Linked DNA regions of Sus scrofa: region 1 is linked to region 2. Evidence: chromatin contacts called from public promoter capture Hi-C data. All regions are on one chromosome and are shown on one strand. The core of a region is the stretch at or near the end of the contact, and the rest is flanking DNA. Distances in the headings are between cores, read along the strand shown. Region 1 holds the start of TSTA3 (GDP-L-fucose synthase). Region 2 holds the start of PUF60 (poly(U)-binding-splicing factor PUF60).

Region 1 (6,529 bases), core at 1,638-4,137, 140 kb after region 2:
CTCCTGTAGCACCGAAGGCTTTACTCGCTCAGCTTCACGTTCCTGTAAGCTGCCTTTTGGGTTATGTCGGGCAAGGTGAAACATTAAGAATGTGCCTTTCGTTTGAACTGTTCTTTTTTCAGCCACTGTTCTTAACTTTACAGAGTAAGGTTGCGTAGTAGGGATGTCTTCTGTAAATAATCACAGGAAAACAACTCACACCCATGGTGGTGAAGGTGAGGGACACGAAGTGCGTCAGGCCAGTGGTCCTCAAACACACAGGAGGAGATGAAAGTTTGTTGGCAAAGGCTGCCTGAGCTTCGGGGGAAGGGCACTGTGCCCGGGATCTCCCACTGACCCCTTGGCATTCCTGGATGCCCCCCACCCTGAGGCTGAGGGTCCCCGTGCACAGTGAGGCTCTAAATGTGCTCCGACATTCCATAAGCTAATTACGAAGCAACCCGTGACCATTGAGGAAATATAAAAAATGCAAATATAAAAGTAAAACATAACAGGGAGTGTTATCTTGGAGTCCTCTTATTTTGGCTCTTTAGGAACCCTTAGGCCGCCAGGGAAAATGGCCATGGAAAGGGGGTGTGGGATTTGGGTACCCCCGTGGCCACAGTGTTTTCATCCAGGCTATCTAGACTCAAAGCTTTAAGTAGAGAAAACGTCCCCAAACAAAAGAAACATGTGATCTCAATCCTGAAAGACCTTCTTGCAAACTAAGAAAAACAAGAGAGCTCTCGAGGGCTAACCTCAGAGGCACTGTGCGAACATCGAGAACAGACACGTACGCCACTGAGAGAGAAGTCAGTGAGACTCAGATTCAACGACAAAAACCGTAACGCTTTCTGCATGTGCTTCCTTAACACGTCATCGTCATCTTTTTTTGGGGGGGAGTCTTTTTAGGGCTGTACCCCTGGCATGTGGTTCCCAGGCTAGGGGACACAGCCACAGCAATGCCAGATCACAGCCACATCTACAACCTACACCACAGCTCACGGCAACGCCAGATCCTTAACCCACTGAGGGAGGCCAGGCATCAAACCCACAACCTCATGGTTCCTAGTCGGATTCGTTTCTGCTGCGCCACGACGGGAACTCCAGTTCGGGTTTTTTCATCAATGCTCTTTGTTAAGTTGAGGAAGTTCCCTTTTATTCCTAGTTTGAGTGTTCTTATCATGAAAGGGTGTTAGAGTTTGTCAAATGCTTTATCTGTATCAACTAAAATGATAGTGTGTTGGAGTTACCTTCGTGGTGCAGTGGTTAACCAATCTGACTAGGAACCATGACGTTGCGGGTTCGATCCCTGGCCTTGCTCAGTGGGTTGAGGATCCAGCGTTGCCGTGAGCTGTGGTGTAGCTCGCAGACACGGCTCGGATCCCGCGTTGCTGTGGCTCTGGTGTAGGCCGGTGGCTACAGCTCCGATTCGACCCCTTGCTGGGAACTCCATATGCCGCAGGAGCAGCCCAAGAAATGGCAAAAAGACAAAAATAAATAAATAAATAAATAAAATAGAATGATAGTGTATTTTTTCCTTTGTTCTATTAATGTGGTGTATTACATTGATTTTTCTTTTCATTTTTGGCCACCCCTAAGCTTCCTGGCCCAGAGATCAGATGCAAGCTGCAGTTTCAACCTAAGTGGGATCCTTAACCCACTGTGCAGGACCAGCCATTAAACCTTCGTCCCAGCGCTGCCAAGATGCCGCTGATCCCACTGTACCACAGCAGGAATTCCTACATTTATTCTTTTGAATATTGGACCATCTCTTGAATTTTAGAAATAAATCCCATTTAAGCATAGTGTATAATCCTTACTGTGCTGCTTGATTCCTTTTTTTTTTTTTTTTTTCCCTCTTAGGGCCGCACCTGTGGCATATGGAGGTTCCCAGGCTAGAGGTCGAAATGGAGCTGCAGCTGCCAGCCCACACCACAGCCACAGCAACGTGGGAACCAAGCTGAGTCTGCGACCTACCCCTCGGCTCACAGCAACGCTGGATCCTTAACCCACTGATCGAGGCCATGGATCGAACCCGCATCCTTGTGGATCCTAGCCAGGTTTGTTAAGTGCTAAGCCAGGAAGGGAACTCCTGTTTGATTCCCTTTACTATTTTTTTTTTTTCTTCCTGGCAGCACCTGCAGAATATGAAAGTTCTCTGGCCAGGGGTCAAATCCGTGCAGAAATGCGGCAGTGACAACACCAGATCCTATCACCTCCTGCCACCTGAGAACTTCAGCGCTCCTGTCCTGAGGTCGAATTTCTTCTTCATCAGTGAAACCTCAATTTGGTTCTTAAGCTTTCAAAACCGACTACATGAGGCTCACTTTAGGGAGGAAAGTCTCGTGTTCTTTTTTTCCTTTTTTGGGGGGGGGGGGCTGCAGTTGCGGCACATGGAAGTTCCCAGGCTAGGGTAGAATGGGAGCAGCTGCTGACCTACACCACAGCCGCAGCAACAGGGGGTCCGAGCGGCATCTTCGACCCACACCACAGCTCAGCTCACTGAGCAAGGCCAGGGATCAACCCGAATCCTCATGGACATTAGTCGGGGTCCTTAGGGCTGAGCCACCACGGGAACTCCATGGAGTATGTTTTGTCTTTTTAATGTCCTCCGGTAGAGTATCAGAGTTGCAACTGCTTCTCACAAACACGCGGTTTTTGACCTAGGAAAGCAATGAGGAGTCGAAGCTCCCGCATTCTTACCGGTTGTTGGCTCTGCCGCTACTCCTCCCCGACAGCCCGCGGCGTTTCAGAGATGTGCGGCTTCTCCGCCCTGCCATCGCCCCCTCCGTTCCCGAGCCTCCGCTGTGTGAAGGCGAAGTCCGGGTCCGCGTGGGGAGGGGTCGGGGACGCACGGAGCCGGCGAGAACTACACTTCCCAGGATGCTGCGCGGCCCTGGACTCCACTTCCCAGCAGCGCCCGGGGCGCCTTCCGAGGACTCCATTTACCAGAGGACCGCAGGAGGGCGCCCCCTGGTCCCGCCCCCTCCCCGGTCCCGCCGCGTGGCTGGAGAGTCGGCCCGCGCCGGAAGCCGCTCTCCCGGCCAGGGGAAGGTGGGGAAGGGTGCAGGTGAGGTGGCGCGGGGTACCAAGGGGACCCCGAGGGTGTGGCGTGGCGAGCCGGCGCCTGGGCCTTGGGTGCCCCTGACCGCCGAGAGGCCTGAGGGGTGCCCGAGGGGTGGCCGGAGCCAGGGCTGAGAGAGGCCTGGGAGTGAGGGAGGGGGCCCAGCTGCCAGATGCCGGTGGGCGTGGAGGGGGCCCCCGGAGCCCAGGAGGGGATCCGGGGGCGTGGGAAGCTCCTGCAGTATGTGGTGGGGTCTACCTGCGGGCCTGCTGTTGGACTGCCTTCTGGTCGGGGATGCCCGCGGGCCCCTGCACTGGGGTCAGAGCTGTACAGTAGGGGCCTGAGCAGATTTCCAGCCCCCAGGATAGAGTCCTCAGAGGTGGTTGCGCCCTGAGGTCTGTCCACTTCTGAGTTAGAAGCGTGACTTGTCCACAAGGAACCAGGCCCTTGAAGGCTCTCTCGGACCAGCCTTCCCCGGCTGGGCGCCGCTTCTACCCGGTCTAGAATATGTGAGTGGAGGTTGGGAGCAGAATGCCTAGGCCAGGAGCCCCCAGCCCCAAGGTTGGCTGCCCCCCCACCTTGTCAGCCAGGAGGGAGCCGGATGTTCCTTTTCTTGGCCCAGTGAAGGTCAGCATTGGGCTTGGAGGGCAGAGGCTGGCTCTCCTAGCTGGACGGTAGCCCCAGGGCCCCTGGTGCAGCTCTAGGCAGAGGGCTCTCTGGGGATCTGGGCTGGGAGGAGGGAATGACTCAGGCTAGCTGGGTCTGTTTAGTCCCTAGCAGGCAGTGTCCCTTCCCTGGTGACTTCAGTTGGTGCCACTCGCCCCAGGGAGTCTCAGGCCAGCCCTGGGAAGTCATAGCGGGGCCCAGCGCTGAGGGCAGTGTCCCCAGGCAGGGCGTCCAGGGGGAGTGGGTCCTGTTGGGTGGGAGCATGATGGCCTCAGCCTCACACCATTTGGCCCTACAGGTGCAGCCAGCATGGGCGAGCCCCAGAGGTCCACGCGGATCCTAGTGACTGGGGGCTCCGGGCTGGTGGGCAGAGCCATCCAGAAGGTGGTAGCAGATGGAGCCAGGCTGCCCGGAGAGGACTGGGTGTTTGTCTCCTCCAAGGATGCCGACCTCACGTGAGTGGGCTCGTCCCCGAAGCACCCCTCCAAGCCCACTGCAGCCTGAGGGCTCCAGGCCGGGCCCGGGAGCCTCACGTCCGGGCCCTCCCTGCCAGGTGGCCAACCTGGCCTGGGTGTGTGCAGCTTTGTTTCTGAGCAAACTTCCTGGAGGCCCACACCCGCACACCAGTAAGGGCCTGACCTGGCCGCTCTCCCGTTTGGCAGCCGCTCCCACTATTGGCCCTGCCTGGCTCATGCCCCCAATGCCTTGAGCCAGGATGCTCATTCCCTTGGGCCTCCAAGTGGCCCCTGACGGCCTGGCTCCCCCCAGGAATGCTGCACAGACCCGGGCACTGTTTGAAAAGGTCCAGCCCACACACGTCATCCATCTTGCTGCCATGGTGGGGGGCCTCTTCCGGAACATGAAATACAATTTGGACTTCTGGGTAAGCGAGGGGCTCCAGTGAACACTGGGAGCCAGGACCTGGGATTCTGGGAACTTCCTGGCCAAATGTCCATGCCACAGTCCTGGGGACACCCCTGAGGGTCAGGACCTGGCACAGCTGGGTGGGGCAGCCCCCGAGGGGCCCCCAGTGACCCACTCTTGGTCTCTAGGCAGAGGGGCACCCAGAGGGCCTGGGGGCATTTGGCCCAATAGGAAAGCCAGAAAGCTGACCTGGGGATGGGGAAGCTGAGAGAAACCAGCGTTCACGTGTGGCTGGCGCTGGCTCCTGTGCCTGCAGACCCTCCTGCTCCCCAGCAGTCCAGCCCGTGACTGAGCCAGGCCCGTGGTGCACCCCAGGGTGCAGAGGTGTGAGCTGGTCTCTGGGTCTGCAGCATGTGCCCTGAGGGCTTGGACGTGTGGGGCAGGGGCTGACGGAGAGCTGGGCTCTGCCCACGGCCTTGCCCTCACCTGGCTTTGCCCCGACAGTTGGCCCCAGCACCTCCGCCTCTGACCTTTGGTGTGGTTCGGCCCTGCATCAGGACTGGGGCCCCAGTCACCACAGGGCCCTCCTTGTCTTAGTGCCAGCCTTCCCAGAAGGCTGTCTGGCCACCCAGGTACCCTGGCCAGCTCAGGTCCCTGGAAGGGGGAGTGCGGTCGTCGGAGGGGTGTGGCTGGCTAAGGTTCACTGCTCCTGGGCAGCAGAGCCGGGGAAGCTGGGGGGTGGGAGCAGAGGGTCAGCCCTGAGTTGTAGGGGCCTTTCCTCCGGGCCCTCCCCCAGCCTCAGGGGAGGCAAGCGTGGACCCTCTTACAGCCGTGTAGGTAGAGCTGCCTGCCAGGACCACCAGGCTGGGAAGGGCCCCTCGGAGCAGTTAGAACCAGAACCGATGGCTCAGATACTGTCCCTGCTTCGGCCCCTGGAGGAGCCGGAAGGGCTGGGGTTCGGCCTGCAGGGCCCTGATCCCGTCCCCGCCCCGCAGAGGAAAAACGTGCACATCAACGACAACGTGCTGCACTCGGCCTTCGAGGTGGGCGCGCGCAAGGTGGTCTCCTGTCTATCTACCTGCATCTTCCCGGACAAGACCACCTACCCTATCGACGAGACCATGGTGAGGGGCGGGGCGGGGCCTGGCGGGGCGGGGCCTGGCGGGGCGGGGCCTGGCGGGGCGGGGCCTGGCGGGGCGGGGCCTGGCGGGGCGGGGCCTGGCGGGGCGGGGCTGAGCAGCCGCAGCTCCTGTGCTCCCACAGATTCACGATGGGCCGCCGCACAGCAGCAATTTTGGCTACTCTTATGCCAAGAGGATGATCGACGTGCAAAACAGGTCTTTCTTCCGCGCACGCGCGCCAGGGGAGGCCAGCGGGGAAGGGGAAGGGCCCGAGCAGCGTGCAGTGGGCGGCCGGGGCCGGCCTTCCAGACCCAGGCTCCCCCTGGGCGCCTTGTGTCTGCTGCCGCTTCTGTCAGACTCCGGGCGGGGCGGGCAGGCCGTCCCAGGCTGAGGGCAGAGGATACACTGTGCCCCCACAGGGCCTACTTCCAGCAGCACGGCTGCACCTTCACCGCCGTCATCCCCACCAATGTTTTCGGGCCGCATGACAACTTCAACATCGAGGACGGCCACGTGCTGCCCGGCCTCATCCACAAGGTGCACCTGGCCAAGAGTGAGTGCCCGATGCCTGGCGGGGAGGAGAGGCGGTGGCTGGCACAGCCCCTCCTGACACCCGCCCTTCCCCTGCCTACAGGCCGCGGCTCAGCCCTGACGGTGTGGGGCACGGGGAGACCCCGGAGGCAGTTCATCTACTCACTGGTTGGTGGCGCAGGGTCTATGGCGTGCCCCAGAACATTCTTGGGGCTGCCGGGCTGGCTGGGGAGGCCTGAGCAAGCCTAGGAAGGGCTGGGGGGTCCTGCCAAGCTGATCCCCGAGGGGAGCAGTCCCCCGT
Region 2 (6,106 bases), core at 1,569-4,068:
CCCACACCCACCCCTTCATCCAGCCACCGTCTTGGAGGCCCCTGCGGTACTTGACCAGCTCTAAGCACTGGAGCATGCTGACGGGTGTGGTGATGCTTGCATTTTCTGCTTTCTGGCTCTGTGATTTTGTTGTTATGCATTCTGGAAGACTCCAACTTGATCTTTCAGCCCTTCTGTCTAACTGTCATGCTCTCATTTAGAGGGGCTCTTCCTGCTCGTCCTTATTGGCTCAATGTCCTTTTTTTTCACCTCTTGTTCTTGATTTTGGATGCAACATCCTCTTGAATATCTCTGAGGATATGGTTTTAGCTTTTCTTTTTTCCTTCTTCTGCTTGCTTTATTGGCTCTGTTCCTTCTGACTCCCTTTCCTTCTCTTGTTTTTTCCTCTTCCTCAGATGTCTGGTGATCCCAGGTTGCCCAGTTGCATTTAAGAATGAGATGAGAAGGGAGTTCCCGTCGTGGCGCAGTGGTTAACGAATCCGACTAGGAACCATGAGGTTGTGGGTTCGGTCCCTGCCCTTGCTCAGTGGGTTAACGATCTGGCGTTGCTGTGAGCTGTGGTGTAGGTTGCAGACGCGGCTCGGATCCCGCGTTGCTGTGGCTCTGGCGTAGGCCGGTGGCTACAGCTCCGATTCAACCCCTAGCCTGGGAACCTCCATATGCCATGGGAGCGGCCCAAGAAATAGCAACAACAACAACAAAAAAGACAAAAGACAAAAGACAAAAAAAAAAAAAAAAAAAAAAAAGAATGAGATGAGGAGATGGAGTTCCTGTCGTGGCTCAGTGGTTAACAAATCTGCCTAGGAACCATGAGGTTGTGGGTTCCATCCCTGGCCTTGCTCAGTGGGTTAGGGATTCGGCGTTGCCATGAGCTGTGGTGTAGGTCGCAGACGCAGCTCGGATCTGGCGTTGCTGTGACTCTGGGGTAGGCTGGCAGCAACACATCCGATTAGATCCCTAGCCTGGGAACCTCCACATGCTGTGGGTGAAGCCCTAGAAAAAGACCAAAAAAAAAAAAAAAAAAAGGTGATGAGATGATCTTAGTGGCTGGAGCTCATTGCCTGGTGAGCTTTGAGGTCAGGGATCCAGCCAGGCCATTCTCCTGACCACCCCCCGAGGCCAGTCTTTTCTTTTGTGTTGGGAGCTGCTGCAGAGATGCTCTTCTGAGAATTGTGGGTGGCACGTGCTTGGGGCCAGACTCGGAGCCAGGAGTGGAGGCGGTGGAAAGGGCAGGAATCTCCATGATGCCCGCATTTCCAGAACAGGACGTCTCCTCCGAAGGCCCTCGAGAGCTCACCTCCTCATCACTTCGGGCAGGGACTGAGGTCGGCCTGGTCTCCGGGTTACAACTGACTTTCACAATGATCCTTTGGGCACTGACTCCAGTGCACTTAAGCAGCTCCCATGGTCCCCTGCCTCCAGCTCCACAGTAGTCCACCTCCGCCTTCATGGGTTTCCGCCTTTACAAAATCCTCTCCTCACCACTTCAGAGAGCCGGGAGAGGAGGACAACACTGTCACGTTTAACTAGCGGTGTCTGTACTTCACGTTAAACTCCCAGCGTTGAGAAGAGGCACTTTCCAGAAAGACACCCAGCTCCTCAGGACACCTGAAGTCACTAGGCTGACAACCCTATGGCCGGAGCTTCACTGAGTCAGGGTCTTGGAATGGGTGTGGCATGCAGCAAACGCCCAGGGCACCCAGAGCCACGGAGGGACACCTGGAGCCTCTAAAACATAGTTCAGGAACTAAGGGGAGTCTGAGCGCATACCTTGCCCATGGGATTGGCTCACAAACATATCTCTTGGGTTGCAGTTCTGACGACTGTACACTGACTCTATGGGGCCATCAGCTTTAATTAAGATGCACTGCTTGGGCATATATCCGGACAAAACTCTACTTAAAAGAGACACATGCACCCGCATGTTCACTGCAGCACTATTCACAATAGCCAGGACATGGAAACAACCCAAATGTCCATCAACAGAGGATTAGATTAGGAAGGTGTATATACACACAATGGAATACTACTCAGCCATAAAAAAGAAAGACCTAATGCCATTTGCAGCAACATGGATGGAACTAGAGACTCTCATACTGAGTGAAATGAGTCAGAAAGACAAAGACAAATACCATATGATATCACTTACAACTGGAATCTAATATCCAGCACAAATGAACATCTCCACAGAAAAGAAAATCATGGACTTGGAGAACAGACTTGTGGCTGCCTGGGGGGAGAGGGAGGAAGTGGGAGGGATCGGGAGCTTGGGGTTATTGGATACAACTTGGAATGGATTTACAAGGAGATCCTGCTGAGAAGCATTGAGAACTGTGTCTTGTTACTTATATTGCAACAGAACAAAGGGTGGGGGGGGGAAATGTATACATGTAAGAGGAACTTGGTCCCCATGCTGTACAGAGGGAAAAAAATTAAATAATAAAACAAGAGAAAAAAAAAAAGATGCACTGCTGTTTTATGAATCACTAGGAAAGAAAATGCTGCCAGTTGGATGAAGACACACCATCCTCTGGTAGGCGCGTTCAGAGAGGGATGATGGAAAGAAGATGCATCTCGCAATCTGAGTCTGATACGGGGCGTTGTCACCTCTTTCAACTGAAGCCCTGGAGGGGGTGCGTGCCGCCCTGCGGGCTGACACCGAGGTTTTCCAGAGAAGGAGGCAGAGAAGCCGAGCGGCGGCAGGGGGCGGAGCGAGGGGCGGGCCGGGACGGACCAAGGCCAGCGGAGGGCGGGGCTGGTGGAGAGCGAGGCCCGGGCGGCGGCGCGCGTCCCCGATACCGGCCCAGCCCCGCCCCTTCCGGCTGCTTCTCCCGGGGAGTTAACTGTCCCTCCCCGCCCCGGAAGTGCGTTTCTTTTCCTTACACGCCGCTGGGGAAAAAGGGACTTTTATCGCGAGAGCTCCGTCCTTTTGAGAGCGCCTCCGCCGGCGCCCAGGTCGCGCGAGACCGCGGCAGGAGCCGAAGCGTGTGCGCGCGCGCGCGGCGGCCGCGACGGGCGCAAGATGGCGACGGCGACCATAGCGCTAGTAAGTGAGCCCCCCTGACCGCGGGCCGCCGCTCAGACGGCGGGAGCGGGTTGGTGGCCCCCCCGGGGCGCCTAGGGCCCCCCCGGGGACGCAGCGGTCGCTCCAGGGCCCCACGCGAGCTCCTGCGGCCTTCGGCCGCGCGAGGCGGGGGCGGGGCGGGGCGGGCGCGAGGCGGAGGCCGGCCCGTGGCCGCAGCTTCCGGCCCGTAGGCTGCAGCTTCCGGCAACGAGCGCGGGAGGGCCCTGCGCGGTAGGGTACCGGGCGCGGCGAGGCGCTGTGCCGCGCGCCGAGCCAGGGTTGTTTACGGTGGGCCGGCCAGGCCCCGACGGGCGGCGTCATGGCGGAGCCAGGCGGCCGTGGTCCCCCTCTGCCGACGGGGTGCGCCTCTGTCCCCGACTTGAAGGCGGGGCTCCTGGGAATGATGGCGTCTCTCCCGCCCCGGCGTGCGGGGGCCTGTAGGAGGGGATTCGGGCTTGGCGAGGAGGGAGACCTTGGCTTCTTGCGTACACCGCTGTGACTGCTCCCCGCTCACGGAATGGTTACCAGCTAACAAGGCCTCCGGCTTACACTCCTCTCCGAGGAAGGGAAGACGTGGCCCGTCATTACATGTTTCCTAAGCAGTTACTTTGTCCCGAGCGCTGCGCAAGGATTTGGGGGAACAGTAGGGAACCAGAGGCAGTCCTAACCCTGTACAGGAGTTTAGTGGACACTGGAGACCAGTTCTTATCCAGGGTGCTCATATACTGGGTGCCCAAAGGAGCCATGCTGGGGGCGGGCACCTGGAGGAAGGAGCTCCTGCGGTGCTTAGTGCTCACCTGCGACCGCCTCCCGGAATGATTAGCGTAGATGGACCACCCCGGTCACGCAGCACTTGCGTGGTGGAGTCCCTTTCACTCTTCTTTCTCCCAGGCTGGTGCCACTGACTACCCCCTAGACTCTTCATAAGACGCTGCATCCCTTTATTTACCTGCCGCCCTCCTCTAACTCATGCTTGGGGATGTGGAGAGGTCTGTTTGAGAAGCTAACTTCCGTAAGTGGCCAAAGGCTGGACTGACAGGGAGGCATCTGAGGGTCAAGGAGTGTACTTAGACTGTCTTGATCAAGCCCCGAGTTGGGGGCTGATGCCACTGGGGCGGAAGCTCCCAGTAGGAGAGAGGCCCTAGGCTCTGAGGTCTGGCCAACCTCACTGTCCTCTTTGTACCATGTGCTGCTTCCCTTTGAAGTCACAGGGGCCACCTGCCTCTGTAGGGAAGTTAGAGATAAAAAGAGAGGGAGGTTGCGGACTCGGCGACTGCCCAGGCCCCAGAGTTGGGTGATGGGAAAGAGGGAGGCTTGGAGACAAGGACCATAACTCTGGGGAAGGTGTGGGAGGCGGAGATGCCAGTGAGGGGGTGCCTCATGCCCGAGCATCCACAGACCTGTGTCAGCGCTGAGCCCTGGCCTTGGTGGGTGCCGGAGGCTGGAGCCTGCAGGACTTCTTGTTGGGGGACTGAGGGTGAGTTGGAGCTTAGCTCTGCGGTGGCATTGGGCCAGTCACAGGAGTGGATGTGGGCAGTGAGTCTGAATCCCATGTGCAGGGGTTTTATTTCTTTTCTGACTGCCCCTTGGCATATGGAGTTCCCAGGCCAGGGATCAGATTGTAGCTGCAGTTGCCACCTAGACCACAGCTGTGGCAACATGGGATCCTTAACCCACTGTGCCTGGCCAAGGATGGAACCTGCGTCCCAGTGCTCTCAAGATGCTGCCAGTCCCGTTGCACCACAGCAGGAACTCCTCGGGGTTTTCAGTAAAGGTGTTCATTGCCTATCCTCATTCTCTCAAGAGGTTAACGTACCTGTGTTAATAAGCACATGTTCACTGTAAAGGCCCAGGCTTAGCTCATCTGCTTCTGGGAATGAGGTCCGGCCTATGGTCCGACATGTTCCTCTTCTATCGTTTTGAATGGATAGGTTTCTAGAAGGGTCGCCTCTTTCGCTCCTGTCCTTTCGAGCATGGTGAGAGCTTATGGCGCATGCATACTGAGCAGTGCTGGCTTGCTGACCTAAGCTGTGGCTTTGGCTCTTGTGGAACGTGGGATGGGGTGGCCCTGAACTTGGCTGACAGTGATCTGCTGGGGAAGGACCTAGGAAGGCATAGAAGTGCCTCTTCTCTCTTGGGTGCCTTCCACCTGGTGGCTGCAGAAAGGGGCCACAGCATCTTCCTATGACCCCTGGACTCAGTCCCGCTTGGGGTTGTGACCCTTGGGTTCCATCTGGCAGTAGTCCCCTCTCCCCTCCACAGGGGCACAGCTGCTTGTCGCCTCGTAGAGAGGCCATCTCTGGCTGCTGTGGCCCAGTTTGCTTCCCTTCTCCCCACCCTGTGCTTGGCTCTCTTCTTAGTGCTCATTAACTACAGAGATAATCTCATGTAGGTGCTGGTTGCTGTGTCTCTTGTCTTGTTTTTGCTGTGTGTGCAGTGCCCTGCGCAGAGCCTGGCCGTGCCGGGGACAGCGTGGCACCAAGGGAAGGGATTGAACGCGTGGAGGCAGCGTCCTGCAGTGGCCCTGCTCTGGGGACCTGACTTGGACGGTCTAGTGACTCTAACAAGCACTGCAACCCATGGATTGCTTGCTTTGTGCAGGGACGCCCTGAGTGCTGGAAGGGGGCCGCCCGCCGTCTTCCCGCAGCCCCAGGAGACAGGCCTGAGGAGCCTGAAGCCTGGAGACCTTAAGTGCTTCACTTTTCTGGTTAGAGAAAAGTTAAGTCGGATGGAAATTATCATTTTGCCCTGGGTTGGTGATCCATGGCAGTGTAGGAGTTTGGTCCTAGAATCGGGGGGCAGTCCTGCACCCCCATTCCCCTGCCTGAGGGGGCGTCTCACTCCTCAAGGCCCTGCTGCCAGGTGCTTGGGGGCTGTGACTGTGTAGCCTGCCTTATTCGTTGCCGGAGGAGGACTGCAGGTGACTAGCTCATGTGTCTGCTTGGAACAGAGTCCCGGGCTCTGTGGGACTGGGGGCTTTGCTTCTGCCACGAATGGGGTGGGACAGCCTTGTTGAATTCCTGGTGGACTGAATTTGCAGAA

What was found. Promoter capture Hi-C pulls out the DNA fragments that hold promoters and counts their contacts.
Region 1: a promoter capture Hi-C map of fetal skeletal muscle shows a contact between it and region 2, with 4 times the contacts expected there. The contact joins the promoter of TSTA3 here to the promoter of PUF60 in region 2. A contact is called at or near these places in 2 of 5 promoter capture datasets (fetal skeletal muscle and liver) and 2 of 2 datasets of contacts at active chromatin or transcription factors (alveolar macrophages and skeletal muscle).

Annotation. Positions count from the first base shown.
Region 1 is chr4:948,060-954,588 of Sscrofa11.1, forward strand. TSTA3 (GDP-L-fucose synthase) reads left to right here and starts at 2,888. Exons shown (of 11, transcript XM_021090527.1): 1 at 2,888-3,052; 2 at 4,011-4,167; 3 at 4,481-4,595; 4 at 5,572-5,700; 5 at 5,840-5,913; 6 at 6,117-6,250; 7 at 6,332-6,396. The coding sequence starts at 4,022. ZNF623 (zinc finger protein 623) reads right to left here and starts at 2,851. Exons shown (of 2, transcript XM_021090510.1): 1 at 2,686-2,851. LOC102165528 (a long non-coding RNA gene) reads left to right here. Exons shown (of 6, transcript XR_002343676.1): 6 at 1,582-1,801.
Region 2 is chr4:809,319-815,424 of Sscrofa11.1, forward strand. It overlaps PUF60 (poly(U)-binding-splicing factor PUF60), which reads left to right and starts at 2,819. Exons shown (of 10, transcript XM_021090445.1): 1 at 2,819-3,046. The coding sequence starts at 3,023.